Regions from separate parts of the Danio rerio genome. Here region 2 is linked to region 1. Evidence: chromatin contacts called from public Hi-C data. All regions are on one chromosome and are shown on one strand. Each heading gives the region's core, a stretch centred on a gene start, on an enhancer-like site or on the middle of the called end of the contact. The rest is flanking DNA. Distances are from core to core; before and after follow the strand shown.

What was found. Hi-C and Micro-C count contacts between places; a contact is called where the count stands out from the background.
Region 2: a contact with region 1 is called in a Hi-C map of embryo, with 2.1 times the contacts expected there. The contact joins two enhancer-like sites. A contact is called at or near these places in 7 of 18 Hi-C or Micro-C datasets (caudal fin, embryo, hematopoietic stem cells and 2 more) and 1 of 4 datasets of contacts at active chromatin or transcription factors (caudal fin).

Annotation. Positions count from the first base shown.
Region 1 is chr4:8,771,245-8,775,010 of GRCz12tu, reverse strand. The region is part of intron 8 of erc1b (ELKS/RAB6-interacting/CAST family member 1b); the gene reads right to left. Among named protein-coding and RNA genes, the nearest start is that of erc1b, 72 kb to the right of the region's middle. Within about 2 kb of position 1,605, at least 9 of the 62 cell types and tissues checked have an H3K27ac peak or open chromatin away from gene starts, as enhancers often do.
Region 2 is chr4:9,130,338-9,134,103 of GRCz12tu, reverse strand. The region is part of intron 3 of wnt5b (wingless-type MMTV integration site family, member 5b); the gene reads right to left. Among named protein-coding and RNA genes, the nearest start is that of fbxl14b, 21 kb to the right of the region's middle. Within about 2 kb of position 1,738, at least 4 of the 62 cell types and tissues checked have an H3K27ac peak or open chromatin away from gene starts, as enhancers often do.

The DNA of each region.
Region 1 (3,766 bases), core at 356-2,855:
CTAATGCTACTATTGAAGTTTTATTGCACAGATAAAGTACATTTAATCAGTATTTCAGCATGTAGAATAACATAAATATTAATGCTTGAACTAATAGGCTAATCAACCAAGCATTTGCCGCACTTATGAACACCAATGTACGTAGTGAATATTCGTAAAAAGCACTCTAGAAGTTTAAATAATAATTATTCACGTTGAATAAAAACAACAACAACAAAAAAACAACGATTCTTACATATATTTTTTGCCTTTATTCTAGTCCAAAAATCAAGGAATCATTAAATTAAGAAGCACTTTCTGGACAAGTACAAAATATTGTTTTGTTTTCAGAGATATGTATATTGCGATATTAATTAATTTCACCAGATCATTTAAACAGCTCTATTCCAAAAAAATTCTTTAATTTAGATAGATTGGAATGAAGTATTTCTCTATGCAGAGTGTTTGCATAAATCACAATAAAAAACAAACATATATAAATACAACAGGGCAAAGATAATAAAAAATAAAAATAAAATTACAAATAAATAAATATATATATATATATATATATATATATATATATATATATATATATATATATATATATATATATATATATATATATATATATATATATATATATATATATATATATATATATAATATTTGCATCTTTTAACCTAAAATAAATAATCTAATCCTGCAATGTTACTGTTGCGGAAACACACTTTGCGATATCCTCGCTCAAATAATATATTGTGCAGCTCTAATTTGAAAACAAGTTAATTTTACTTACCCTACTGCACTGTAAAAAAATGTAGATGATTAATTAGTCCTGACAGCATATGTTTTAGGTCATTGCAACTTATTAAACTAGGTTAATCGTGATCCAACTGAAGTTTATAAGTTACGCAAGCTGTTTTAAGTCAGTTTAACATGATATAAGTTCAATGGACTTATGAGGTTAATTTAATTTAAGGCAAGCAGGGTTTTTTTTTTTTTACATTCTCACTTAATTTTAATGACTTGATTAAAAAAAAAACAACATTTTTATTAATCTAAAAACTGCTTCTTGATTTGAGATTTCTTTTAATATTTAAACTATAAACAAAACAAAACTGTTAAGCAAGTTCAAAGTCATTTGAATTAACCAAAATATCAATACTGTGCATGTTCATCATTACAGTATATTGAATAACTGAATACCACTGTATGCGTGTAGCTACAAGCACTCTCGAAATCCCCTTTACACAGTTTTAGGTTTCATCTGAGAGAGTATGAGCGAACAAAGACAAAACAAAAAGACAAGGAGATCATCCTCCAATCAAAAAGATCCAAACGATGCAGACTTATAAGATTTAGATTCCTACTAACTAAATCGAGGGAAGTAAGTACTGCAGATGGACACATTCCCAAGATTCGCCTCTGCCTTGTTTCTGGTTTCATCCGAGAGTGTGTCTGTGTATGAGCGGATAAAAGAAGAGACGAGACACAAAAAAAGAGCAGCCTCCCGTCACAGAGATCCAAACGCATGGAGACTTAAAGGGATTTGTGAGTGTGTGTATGTGCGGGCGAGCGAGCAAGAGGGAGGGGGCTGTCTGAATTATTAAAGAGTGTTTTGTTTCACTTAGTGATCCGCTGCTTGTCAGTGTGGTGTGAGCTCTGGAAACAGACAGAGAGGCACACGACACAACAAGACAACACACACACACAGACACACACAAACAGAGAGGGAGAGAAAGAAAAGATTTGAGCGTTTACAGCGGGTTGCATCAGAATTGTATGCAATGTGCAAAGTCGAACAAAACAACATGTCAAACCCACAGAGTGCAGTGACGGGAGGGGAGATCTTTCCTGCAAGATTTTCAGTAGATGGGTATTAAGAAGCAAAAGAGAAGAGAGAAAGTGTGTTTCCTGTGCTCATTAAACGCATCGCTGGAATACTTGATTCTCATTGGTCAAACATTCTGAGGCACATAATAAGCATCAAAGCAGTTAAGTAAATCTATGAGAGATTCTCTTCCGTGGCACCTAAACTCTTTACCCTCTGATATTCGCAATGCAAAATCAGGGGGTATTTTTAAATCATCACTTAAAAGTTTTTTAGGGTGGCTTTAATTTGACTTTTAGATTTATTATTATTAATATTTTTATTTTATGTGTTTTAAATAATTTTTATCATTGCATTTGTTTTTCTTTTTGCATTATGCTTGTATGTATCTTTTACTACTGCACATTTCAAACGTCTGTAAAGCGCCTTGAGATGCTACTTTTAAGGGCGCTATACATATATATATATATATATATATATATATAAAGTGTATTATGATTATTATTATTATTATTATTATTAAATTATTAAAATGTTTAAAAACTGAAAAACGATTTACAAAAAAGTTATATTTCTACTTTTGCTTGTCCTTGAAATTAATTCATTAGAACAGCATAAATGAAAGTGACATACTGTATATTTCATTTAATTAATATTGCTTGCTCATCTGGAATACAGCATTTCCTGTTGTTGATTACGTCCTCGCTACAACATACCATTAACGCCAGAAACGGTGCATGTAACGCAAGTAAAATAACAAGTAAAAATGGGGTATATAGTGTATTTTTTTGTGATGGGGGCAGGGCAGAGGATCCCAATGTCAGCTCAGCATCGTGATGTCTATCGACCCAAACCAACCCAACAAAATGTAACAATTTGAAAAATGCAAAAGATATAATACAAAAATATAATCTGACACACATTTAACAATATTTAATTCGATCATTTTGTGTCAGCATTTTTTTTTTTTGTATTGTGTTTTTTGCATTTATTTTTGCATTATGATAGTTTCTATTTTTAGTTTGACTTTTTATTTAACTCTGATTTAATTCATTTATTTGATCATTTATTTTCCATTTTTAGTATCTCATTTGCATTAGGGTCACGATCTCCCTTTCAGGATTTATTTTGGCGAACCCTGCGTCATTTATGAGAGGTTTGTTGAAAGTGAATGGGGTGGTGTCGAAACACACACGCGCTGTAATGCTCAGTAATGCAAATGAGCGTGAGCAGTTTGGCACCTGAGTGGGTGAAACCTGACAGGTAAGTGGCACGACGCCAGTCTTTGTGTCTGCAAACTCCCACACACAGAAAGAGATTTTCCTTAATTTTTTTTTCCACAATTGTCAAAACTTACATTCCTGCTTTGATCACCATATGTTAGGGGTGGCACGGAACTAGTTGATTAGTTCTAGCACTAGTCGACATGCCAGGTCCGTGTCAACTAGTTATGAATCACATGACTTCAGTCGCACTCCTGTGATACAAACTGACAGGTGGAGGAAAATTCCACTGTGCAAACGCTTGTCATTAGTTTTATATAGCAAATTGCAACAGACACTTTTATTTGGATTTAAGCAAAAGTTCAAGGTGGTCTGAGTTTTACAGGATGCGGTTAAAGCTCTTTAAAGAGCATACATTTAGAAAAGATAAGTAGTCAAGTGTGTTACTGTTGGATCGCTAGTACACTAAAATCCTTTGCATCTCTAAGAGCACCATAAACCAAAATAAAGAGGGCTACATCATTATTTACAATGATTATTTCACGTAACTAATTACTAATATGATTTGCTTTATTGCTATGTACTTTGAACTGTATTATAATTTAATAACTTTGAACTTTGGAGTCAAATAAATATACTTGAGTTAAAAATTGGCATAAAGCTTTTCTATTTTTGCACCAAATTAAAACATTCTGAATCCAAAAGTATTTTACACAGTAATAATGATTAT
Region 2 (3,766 bases), core at 489-2,988, 360 kb before region 1:
TCGGCGCCAGTGAGAGAGAGAGAGAGAGAGAGTCAGAAAGAGAAAAAGATGCCACCCATACCACGCATAAAACAGCCACTAATCAAAACAATCCGTCCAGAGCCTCGGTCTTTAAATGAATGGGGAGAAAACAAATGCACAAGATGCTCTCGATCACACAGCATCAAACAATCATATGTGGAGCAGCTTTCATAAATGTTGTGGAGTACAAATGTTGAGAAGTAGAGAAATTGTTACCCATGGATTCCTTATGGAAATGACATGTTTATTGGTCATCAGCATCTTAAATCCTTTAGGTTTTAATATTTAGATAAAAAAACATGTATTTTATAAGTATGTATGCATGTATTAGATAATCTTTGCATCCAGGGATGGACAGCATTTATGATGCATGTATTTCAAATACAATAATGTATTTTGTAATTTGTATTGGATAGGGCTGATGAAAATAGCTTAATGTTTTGCATCAAAATACTTTAGTGTCTTGTATTTTTAAAATCATTTAAATGCACCGCTGATAGGTGCTTTGGATGTTCTTGACTCATCCATTTAAAGAAGAATTGAAAAAAATCTGTACAAATACTGTACTGTACAAATAATAGTAGTTTTGGATGGATTGCTGATGCCAAATGTTTGTCGTTAAAACAAACCAACAAATAAAATAAGTCCTACAGTGACGATTCCTACAATACTTGATTGGCTATTTCAAATGCCAGTACTTGATCAGTATGTCCACAGTATAGTTAATGAAGAGGAAATATGCAAGCCTTAAGATGTCACAACATATGAAACACAACTATTTAATAATCAAAAACTCTTAATTCAGTTTTTACATTGAGTATTGAAGAGTTCGATAGCAAAAAAACCCCTAGATTTCTGAAAAATTCAATTAACAAAATTTGTTGTGTTTGAACCTTGCTTTGTTTAGTTTGTTTTATGTTGTCTGCTGCCTGCCTGTACTCACTATTCGCCTGTTATTTGACTACGACCCTGGATTGCCCATATAAATCTGTTTGCTCCTGTGTTGACCGTTGCATGGCTGACCATTCTCTGTTCAATGAACTTGCAATTGGATCCGCACCTCCCTTGTCAGCGTCCCATTGTGACATACATAAGCATTTCTTCTTCTTCTTCTTCTTTTTCTTCTTCTTATTATTTTTATTATTATTTATTTTAATTATAATTATTATTATTATATCATGGAGAAGAAATCCTTTAGTTTTATATAAAGCTGTCTTTTATTGTTGTTGTAGTTTTTTATGCTTATTTTATATGTTTATTTTGGACCTGTAAAAACAGCTATGATGATGATAGTGTTAGAGATATGGAGGGAACATCTGGATAACAGTGAATGAATAAGAGGAGAGTGAGAGCGACAGAACTATAGACACGAAACATCTGACAAGCAGGTGCAGCACGAGAAAAGTAAATGCAAAATGGCAGAAGAGAAGCAAAACAAGCGTAGGAGACACTATAGTGCGAGTAACGGAAGTGGAAGGCGAGAGGTGAAGGGCAGAGCGGAGACAGAAAGACTGGAGAAAGGCCTGAAGGGAAGACGATGGGAAAATGATGGAATTTCACTGGGAATGTCAGGAAAATGTCTTGCAGTGGAAGCAAGCAACATGGGGTGGGAATGACGGAGTTGACAGTAAGAATGCATGAGTGTGTGTGTGTGTGTGTTTGTGTGTGCAGCCCACATGTCTTTGATTTGGGAGTCTGCCTGCTATCTGGGTTAGTCACAGAGCGTGTTATGGAGAGACGCTGCAGTTTTAATGATATACAGCAGGCTGCTCGCTCAGACACCTCAGCACACAGATCTGTCAGGCTCGCTTCAGCATTGATCTCCCGGCAGCTGCAGAAATGCACATTGGGAAACACAGCTGGACCGGTTAACCCCACCTCCAGTGCTTGTGGAGCCCCCATCCGCACCCGAACCACATGCCGTCCTGCGTGAGGATTTACTGTACGTGTGACTCAACAGGGAAGCAGCGGCTTTTTACAGACTTGTGAACACTTTGGTTATTATAAGTGCTGGGAATTCCAGCGGTGACAAAGTATGTAGATCAAGCACTCGAGTAAAAGTACAGATGCCCTAATAAAAGATCAGTCTAGTGTAAAGTAAAAAAGCAATATTCATTCATTCGTTTTCTTTTCGGCTTATTCCCTTTGTTCATCAGGGTTGGCCACAGTGGAATGAACCGCTAACTTATCCAGCATATGTTTTACACAGCGGGTGTTCTTCCAGCTGCAACCCATCACTGGGAAACACCCAAGCACACTCATTCACACACATACACTATGGACAATTTTGCTTACCCAATTCACCTATAGCACATGTCTTTGGATTGTGGGGGAAACCGGAGCACCCGGAAGAAACTCACGGGGAGAACATGCAAACTCCACACAGAAACAACAACTGTCTCAGCCGGGACTGGAACCAGCAACCTACTTGCCTTGAGGTGAAAGTGCTACCCACTGTGTCACCATGCAGCCCCCAAATATTTTTTTATTATTTGTTTTCTTCCCAAAATTATGTAAATAAAACAAGATTATTGGAGTATAAAGTATTTTATAATCTTGGTAACACTTTACGATAAGGTGGTATTAGTTAACATTAGTTCATGTGTTCATTACTAATAATTAAATAATAAAAAAATTAATAAATAATAACATTAATGCAAAAAACTAATACATACATGTTTTAATGGTGACAATAATGAATTGGGGCTTTTAATAACCCATTAGTAAATGTTGAACTATGATTAATAAATGCTGTATAATTACTGTTCATTATTAGTTCATGTTAGTAAACACATTAACTAACATGAAGTAATGAAACCAAAACATTTATTCTATGCATTAATTAAATTATATTAAACTACCTTAATTAAATGGATTAATCTTAGTCTCTAAATTTAAACCATCAACTTCATAATGGCGTCACGGTGACTGTCGCCTCACAGCAAGACGGTCGCTGGTTCAAGTCCCGACTGGGCCATTTGGCATTTCTGTGTGAAGTTTGCATGTTCTCTCTGTATTGGCGTGGGTTTCCTCTGGATGCTCCGGTTTACCCCACAGTCCAAAAACATGCGCTTTAGGTGAATTGAATAAACTAAATTGTCCATAGTGTGTAAATGAGTGTGTATGGATGTTTCCCAATACTGGGTTGCAGCTGGAAGGGCATCAGCTGCGTAAAACATGTGCTGGAATTGTTGGCCAGTTACTCCGCTGTGGCAAAATAGAGACTAAACCAAAGGAAAAAGAATGAATGAATGAACTTCACAACATTATTTAAGCGATTTATAATCTTCCTCTAAAAATGCACCTTTTCAAGTCATTTAAGCTGCTTCAGATGCAGCTTCAGCTACTGTTCCCGGTAAATATAAGTCTGTAGTCTCTATTTCATTAGCCTCTGTAAAGCTGGAAGAAGATGACTCATGCACACTGCTCTGGTTGTGAAAGTGAACGCATGTCTCTCTCTCTCTCCCTCTCTCTCTCTCTTTCTCCCATATGGCTTTCTGCACTGCCGGCTCAGGAAACCAGACACAGGCCAAACTGGCCACACATCAGTCACTCTCTCTCCTCCGTGACGCAAACGGCCCCCTCTCACTCGCTCTTCCCTCCTTCCTCTCCGTCAATTTGTTCCCAGTAAGAAGTCTGATAGGACTCGGTGTAGTGTGGAGAAGCAGCGGGGGATCCTGCTATAAAAGCGCAGGGGCTGTTAGAGCTACTTTATTCCCTAATAAATAGAAGGACGCAGCAGTTC